2 separate regions of the Mus musculus genome follow, and region 1 is linked to region 2. The links are chromatin contacts, called in public HiChIP or PLAC-seq maps. All regions are on one chromosome and are shown on one strand. Each heading gives the region's core, a stretch centred on a gene start, on an enhancer-like site or on the middle of the called end of the contact. The rest is flanking DNA. Distances are from core to core; before and after follow the strand shown. Region 1 holds the start of Klhdc8a (kelch domain containing 8A). Region 2 holds the start of Rassf5 (Ras association (RalGDS/AF-6) domain family member 5).

Region 1 (3,654 bases), core at 522-3,021, 1.1 Mb before region 2:
CGAAAGGTCACCCCACCGAGCCTACGGTGTGGAGGCAACTGTATATGAACTTGGGGTCTCTTAACTCCCATTCTCACAAAACTTTGTGTGTTTAGCAAAACTGCAGTTGGATCCCCTCGACATCACAGACTGTATTAGGCCCAAGAAGAGTGAAATGAAGGCTTTGAGAAAGTGAGAATTTTAAAACCACATGCAAGCAAGAGAACCTGGATAATAATGCAACATGAAACAAGCTTTTGGGACATTCTGACCCCCACTCAGTAAGTCTGAAACTGCAGTCAGAAGTAAACGAAGATCCTGGGATCAGGTCTCAAAGCCTCCTTGGGGGCCTGGTAATGGTAGAAGGATGGGGTGAGCATCCTCAGGGACCTACACAGGTAGGTTTGGGGGAGGGGACAGGCGGCCAAGGGCAAATGTGGTCATTCGGCTGAATGCCAGGGTCTGCAGAGTCATTGCAGATAACCCCGTGGCTCACACCTTGGCTCTCCCTCTGCAGTGGCCTGCCCAGCTTGCTGGAGCTGACTCCTGGCATCAGATGGAATTCCTAGACATTTCACCTGCTCAGTGTCCCTTTCCAATCTGTAAAGTAAGGGCAGTGGGTCTCTAGTTTTAGTGCTTAATGTAAGGCTCGAATGTTATAGGGAATGTGTATTGGCCACCCAAATCATGTTGCCTTACACCCGTGTCCCCCGTGACCCTTTACTTTCTTCCCTAATGCCCACCCTCAACCCTGGCCCCACTTGCCTTTGGCTGTGACAGAAATGCCCATGGCAGCCTCGCGCAAGACGCTTCTCTTCTTCCACTTGCCCTCATCGATGTTGTACATTTCCACGACCTTCACAGGCAGTTGATTGGTGCCCACACCCCCGATCACCATAATCCGCTTTCCTAGGGCAGTGATCGCTACCCCGGCCCGGGCTGTGGGCAGGGAGGGCAGGGAGGTCCACTGGTCGGCCTCGGGGGAGTAGACCTCGAAGCAGTCCATAGGGACGCCATTGTCATCACATCCCCCGATGGCATAGACCTGCCCCCCAGTCTCCAGCAGTGAGCAATAGACCCGGCGGCTAGGCAGTGGAGCAAGGCGCTTCCACTGAAAGTCCTTGACATTGGGCACTTCCATGGCAGCCCGGGGGAGGGCCCTGCTCGAGCGCCCCCACAGCGTCCGGGCAAGGTCCAGCCCCGGGGCCCGCGGGCTACACGGCGCCGGTCGGCGCGTCCCCTCTCTCAGCCTCCATCTCGCGCTGCACGGGCTCCCTGCCGACGCCCGCTGGCTTCTCCGGGTCCCTTGGGTGTCAGCGGGGCAGCGACGTCCACGCCTGGCTCCGCGGAAAGAACCTGGCGAATCTAGGGCAGCAGGGCGCCGGCGGTAGCTCACCCTTGGTCAACTTTGCAGGATGCGCCCCGCCCCCGCCCGGTCCCCCGGAGCTCGGAGCCCACCCCACCGCGCGTGGGCGCCGCGCTCGCCCAGCACTAGCTCCCGGGCGGCGCCTACAGCCGCGCGAAGCTTTCACGGTCCGCCTGGCAGCCGCGGAGCGGAGGACAGCGCTCCCTGCCCTTCCCAGCCCGCACGCCGCCGTCACCCGCGCAGGAGAGCGGTCGCCAGAAGCCGAGCTCCGGCCGGAGGACGCGGGTTCCCCGCACCGCCTCCCCGCAGCTTCCACACCTGGGCAGGAGCCCACGCGCCCCGAGGCGGAGGCTGTGGCCTGTGCGTCAGCCCCGGGCGACCAGGGCGAGCGAGGGCAGGGCCTGCAGTGTCTACAGGGTCGGAGACAGCCGGAGCAGGAGCCGGGTGCCCAGATGACAGGCAGATCCTGCCAGCGTGGGGGCGGGCGTTTGCGAGTGTTTGTTTTGGGTGAGGAGGCGGAGAGGCCAATTACCCGGTTTGTCTACAGTACACAGACCCAGTTCGTGACAGGCTGGCTTTGTTTGGGGGGAGGTATGCTCACATGGTCTAACCTCAGAAGCCAGTTAGGAGGCACAGATGTGGCAGGGATCTGCCGATCTAACAATTCTCACTCGTGTGCATGTAATTCACACAGAATCTTCTTTCCCTCCTAAGTGGAGACGTCCACAAAGCCTCAAATAAAGTCACAGACAGGGAAACCACAGCTGAACACACCAATAGACAAGCTGGGAGGACCTCACCTTCCAAACCCTTGTGCATCTGTAGTGTGCAAACCTGATTAACAAATCCCGGCCCTTAGCAGCAACTGCAGGACTGGGTGGATGGTCTCTCAAACCACCCAGCAACAGACCCTTCAGAACTGTAGTACCCAGTAATTCAAGTACCCATGATATACCGGACCACCTAGCAGTGTCTCCCCAAGCCCACGGGGTCCTCCTCTCTGGCTTCCTTCCATTCAGAAAGGCTCAAGCTCGGGAACCTGACAGACTGCTGTTCAAATGTTTGCTCTGGAAAACTTAGCTTCAGTTTCTACTCTGAGTCTGTGAGTGAGTGTGTGTGTGTGTGTGTGTGTGTGTGCGCGCACACACACACACACATACACATACTCACGTGCTTATATGTTGGTATGCATTTCCTCTCACTGTTGGGGATGGATCTCAGAGATGTGCACACGCTAGGCACTAAACTTTTATTTGTGATAAACTATAGAGTCACATGTGGTTGTAAGAAAGGAGTATTCTTTATCCGGTTTTTCCCAGTATTAAAATCCCACCAAGCTATAGGACAATGCCATAAACAGAGTATATTTTCATTACAGGGCTCCCACGTCACCTTTTGATATCTGGTAGGAGGACTCTATGATCCCCAGCCCCTGACAGCCCATGTCTGAAGCCTTGTCATTTCAGCCACGTTGTACAAGGGGCTGGGAATGGAGCTCACTCCTGGAGTATCATTGTTGAAAGAATCAATAGCTCTCTCTCTCTCTCTCTCTCTCTCTCTCCCTCCCTTCACCCCCTCTTTGTTTTCCTCAGTATGCCTGGAACTCACAATCTCCCTGCTATAGCCTCCAATTCTCCTCCCCACCCCACCCCCCAGCTTCCCATTTATTGAGGAAGGGTCTCTCACAGAAATCCACCTGCCTTTGCCTCCTAAATGCTGGGATTAAAAGTGTATGACTCTTCATCAGATTTTTTCCCCTTTATTTCTTTGTAATGTTCCGTGGTTGTAAGGTTTGTGAAGGCTGAGTGAGGTGATGTAGGGACTGTTTATCAAGTGTGATGCTTATCACCTTACCTTCTAACACAGAACCAGGGCCTGGGACATTCTTCCCAACACTCACACTGAGACTGTGAATTCTGGGAGAAATAGCAGCCCTAACTTAAAACAGGCCGATCTTAATATCTTGCGCTCTTGACCTAACAATTCTACTTATTTTTAAAGCTTAGATTCTTGTATTTGCAAAATCAGCACCTAGATCAACCACAGAAGGCTGTGTTCTCTTCTCCCTGTTCAATAAGAACTCACACATTCTAAGAGTGTAGTCTAAACTAATGACGTTTCACAGACAATACCTACCATTCCTGTTCTTGTAATAGGCCCCAGACCTTAGCACAACTGAGGCCATGATAGAAGTTCCATTCAGGCCTTGGAACCCAGCAGGAAGACAGCACCCTGCCAAAACAAGAACAAAGACCTAATCCATCAAAGTCCATAGTTCTGGGGAAGTCCCTAAATGTACTAACCTTGGA
Region 2 (3,973 bases), core at 1,439-3,938:
TTGGGTGGGTCACATGACATGGCATTATACTATCTCCATCCACATCATCTGTGTTCATCCCAGGAGCTCTGGCTCCATGTCATTTCCCCATCAGCTCTGGAAGCAGCCATCACTGCTCCATCAAATCAGAGCCACAGGAAAACCAAACCAGAGTGTCTTCTATGTAGCCCCATGCTGGGGATGCTGCACACCTAACTGTCCCAGCCAGCCTCAGTCTATGACAGTTGACACTGGTGTCCTCACAGGAGCCTTCTCAGCCAGGGAATCGAAGTCAGCCACAAACGACAGACCCTTGGAATGCTTGGGCGAGGGAAGGACAGAGATGATGGCTGTTGGCTATTATTCATAAATAGTGTCTCAGAACTGGCCTCCCAGGGCTGTGTGTTACCAGAATCCTGTTACTTACACACCAAACCATCACCCCACACTCAAGCTGGTCTCTGTCCCCGGTCGTACCCAAAAGATGGCACCCCTGAGAGGTACAAGTTTCCAACCTTGTGAAGATGAATAGACACAGGGTAGAAACAAAGCAAACTTTTACATGCAATACAGGTTTCTGCAAGAAGCCAGAGAGCTGCTTGCAGATACCCTAGAGAGGAGGAGGAAAAGAGTATAAAGCCAGGCTGCACTTCCCCCATCACACTTTGGGAGAAAGTGCCAAGGAAGAGTTCCTGCTGGGCTCTCTCAGTTACAAGGAACCCAGCTCTGGAACAGGCAGGTCCTTTCCCTCCACTCTGCTATGGCTCTAGAGCAATAGTTCTCACAGTGGACCATCAGCACAAATGCTACTATGGGAACATGCTAGAAATACAAGTCTAGCATCCTAGCCCAGACTTACTGACACAGGAACTTGCCAGCAAGCTGTGATTTTAAAAGCCCTCTAGGGTTGGCTGGCCTCCAAAGCTTGGAGCACGGATGTAAAGAGAGCAAGAGGAAGGGTGGAGGGGCAGAGTGGTGGCCTCTGTGCCCACCGCCTTATCATAACTTTATCAGTTTGGAGTCCTTCTTTCCACTCCCCAGAAACCAGTGAATAAAACGAGGCCCAGAGACCAGGAACTTTTCCTCTGCCACCCACTTGAAAGGAGCAGGATTCTGATTACCACCACTTGGGGGAGGGGTGCGGGGGTGGGGGTGGGGAGAGAGGCTGTGGAGCAGGGAAGGCTGGGGATTCCCTGGTCACTGGACTTTTAGCCATTGCCTAAATTTACCTTCGAGAGGAAAAGTGAAAGTGAGGATTCCCCAGCCAGACACTAGGGGGAGACCCATCACTAGCCGGGAAAGAACCCTGGAGATTAAAATGTAGGCGAATTTATAGACAATTCCAGGTCTGGTTTCAGAATCCCCACACATTCTATACATACATTATTGCTCCCAATACTCTAACCTGAGGGTTCTCATCCCTTTTATAAGGTAGCTTGTGTGCAGAGAGAACCTATGCATTTTAACCCCGCCTATATTAAACACCGGTACTGTGAAAGTGTATATGAATCATTGCTATCCAGTATTATTTAATAAGTAAGGAGAAAGAGTGTGTACATGTTCACTATAGACATGCCCCTCCCCCAATATTTCTACCAGTGGTTTGTTGAGACCCAAAATACAGAATTTTTGAATTTGGTGCAGTGACTCTATTCCCATAGTTGCTTGCTGGTGGCTGCCACTAAATCAATCAAACCTGTAATTTAAGGGGGGCAGGGGGAGGCGGGAATGTGAGCTAGGCCTAAGTCAGAACCGCAGAACTGGAAAGAGCAAAGGCGCCTGCAGCTACAAAACCAGCCTGTAGAGGGCCCAGGACCCTTGCTAGCCTACGACCGACCGACCGGGCACAGGTTCGAAAATCCACAGTCCCACCTGTTCTCTATCCCTTGAGACGGCACTGTGGACAGGCCCACTAGTTATTACCATTACATAATTTTCAAGACCCAGTGCAAAAAGAATAGGCCGGGTTAAGAATTAGGATTTTCAAGATGGTGGCGACATAACCTTAAGCCAGACAGGAACCTATGGCGCACCCCTTGGTGCTGGTAGGATGCGGACTTCTCCACCCTGCGCCCCTGCTCAGGTGGACCTTCCATACCAAAGGAGGTGTGTAAGGGATTGGCATTCATTTCCGCAGTGATTACTCCAGCAACTAAGGGGGGAGGGGCGTAATTCGGGAGGAAAGTTCCTGTCCACCCATGGGGCACAGAGAGGTCTCTCATGATCACCGGATCACCAAGGATCACCAGTCACTCTAATCCCAGTCTTCGGGGAGGGGCAGTCTATGTAGCAGAGGTGAGAAGGGAGAGAGCTGATGTAGCCAGCTTCCCACGGGCAGCTCGGAGAATCCGCGGGCCGCCTTACTGACAGCGGCGGGCTAGCTCCTGTCCCGGGGCCACACCAGGTTGCCAAAGCCCTGCCTTCCCACCTGCTCCCCGCCCCGCCGGTGTTAGGGCGCCCTGGGAGACGCCCAGAGGGGACGGGGCAGAGCTGAAGACAGGCGCAGGAGCCGGCGCCTACCGAGCTCGCGAAGCCTCTCGGGTGCTCGGACCTTCACCACCGCCTAGTCGCCGAGTCACTCCTAAATCCACGCGGCTCCGACCCGCAGTCACGCGTGTTGCCCTTCCGGCCTCTCGGTGGGCTCCGCCCCGCCCCGCCCCGCCCGCGGGCTGCGGGCCCTTTAAAAGCGCGCTCGACCGGAGCCGCCCCTTCTGTTGGCCAGGCTCGGTAGCTGCCGCCGCCTGCGGGCCTTGGCCATGGCTTCCCCGGCCATCGGGCAACGTCCCTACCCGCTGCTCCTAGATCCCGAGCCGCCGCGGTATCTGCAGAGTCTGGGTGGCACCGAGCCGCCACCTCCCGCCCGGCCGCGCCGCTGCATCCCCACGGCCCTGATCCCCGCGGCCGGGGCGTCAGAGGATCGCGGTGGCAGGAGGAGTGGCCGGAGGGACCCCGAACCCACGCCCCGAGACTGCCGACACGCTCGCCCTGTCCGGCCCGGTCTGCAGCCGAGACTGCGGCTGCGACCTGGGTCACACCGACCCCGCGACGTGAGGAGCATCTTCGAGCAGCCGCAGGATCCCCGCGTCTTGGCCGAGAGAGGCGAGGGGCACCGTTTCGTGGAACTGGCGCTGCGGGGCGGTCCGGGCTGGTGTGACCTGTGCGGACGAGAGGTGCTGCGGCAGGCGCTGCGCTGCGCTAGTGAGTGAGGGCGGGGAAGGTGCGCGAGGTGAAGGGCTCTGAGCCCGGGAGAGGAGGCCATTGCCTTTTGTGGCCAGTCCGAACTTTTAGGCAGGTTACCTTTGGAGACAGCTGCTGTCACTGCCTGGCATCCTTTAATGGCTGCCCACTGACCAGAGGTAGTTGTATGTGTACAGTTACGTATCCTCAGACGGGTTTGAGCCTTCTCCCCCGTGCGCGTAAACAAGCTTGTTTGTAGGTTGGGACTGATGGCTCTCCACAAGGTCATTGTGTCTTACGCACACCCTCTTCTTCCTTTAGTTGTGAGTTTTAAAAATGAGGTAGTGATATTGACAACGAAGTGAGTATTTGACACTTATTAGGGTTAATGGGGAGATGACTCGGTGGTCACCTCAGGTTCTCTCAGGCTCTTCCTCCTAGGGAGCTGTTGGCATGGGAAGCCTGGTTAGGCTTTGAATGGAAGCAGGCTGTGAGGCTGAAAGATGCCAAGGTCACCTGCACCTGAGGCCTCCTCAGCCCTCCACACCTGGCTCAACGCTCTATACTCTGCTCCAGTGTGTGACTGTGCCTCGTGGCCTCCTCTTCCTCCTCCTGTCCCCCTGCACCCGCCTTCCAGCCCTAAAATCACTAAGCTCCCCGCCAGTTCCTTCCTTCCACAAGGCATCCCCACTGGCCTGCTGGCTTCTCCCAATCTTACTGTAACACTGGGCACCAGTATAGAGAGTTTCTGAGCAAGTCTGCGCTCTTTTTAGGGCTTATCATTACCTCTCGCCAATGGTGAGTCTGTATCCCTGTA

The links. HiChIP or PLAC-seq counts read pairs in DNA pulled down with a chosen protein or histone mark.
Region 1: an HNF4G HiChIP or PLAC-seq map of pancreatic cancer cells shows a contact between it and region 2. The contact joins the promoter of Klhdc8a here to the promoter of Rassf5 in region 2. A contact is called at or near these places in 1 of 39 promoter capture datasets (liver) and 1 of 115 datasets of contacts at active chromatin or transcription factors (pancreatic cancer cells).

What each region holds. Positions count from the first base shown.
Region 1 is chr1:132,296,743-132,300,396 of GRCm38.p6, reverse strand. Klhdc8a (kelch domain containing 8A) reads right to left here and starts at 1,771. Exons shown (of 5, transcript NM_144810.5): 1 at 745-1,771. The coding sequence starts at 1,120. It overlaps Gm51645 (a long non-coding RNA gene), which reads right to left. Exons shown (of 4, transcript XR_003947998.1): 4 at 3,016-3,577.
Region 2 is chr1:131,243,893-131,247,865 of GRCm38.p6, reverse strand. Rassf5 (Ras association (RalGDS/AF-6) domain family member 5) reads left to right here and starts at 2,688. Exons shown (of 6, transcript NM_018750.4): 1 at 2,688-3,177. The coding sequence starts at 2,736. Gm28913 (a long non-coding RNA gene) reads right to left here and starts at 2,776. Exons shown (of 3, transcript XR_878525.3): 1 at 2,500-2,776.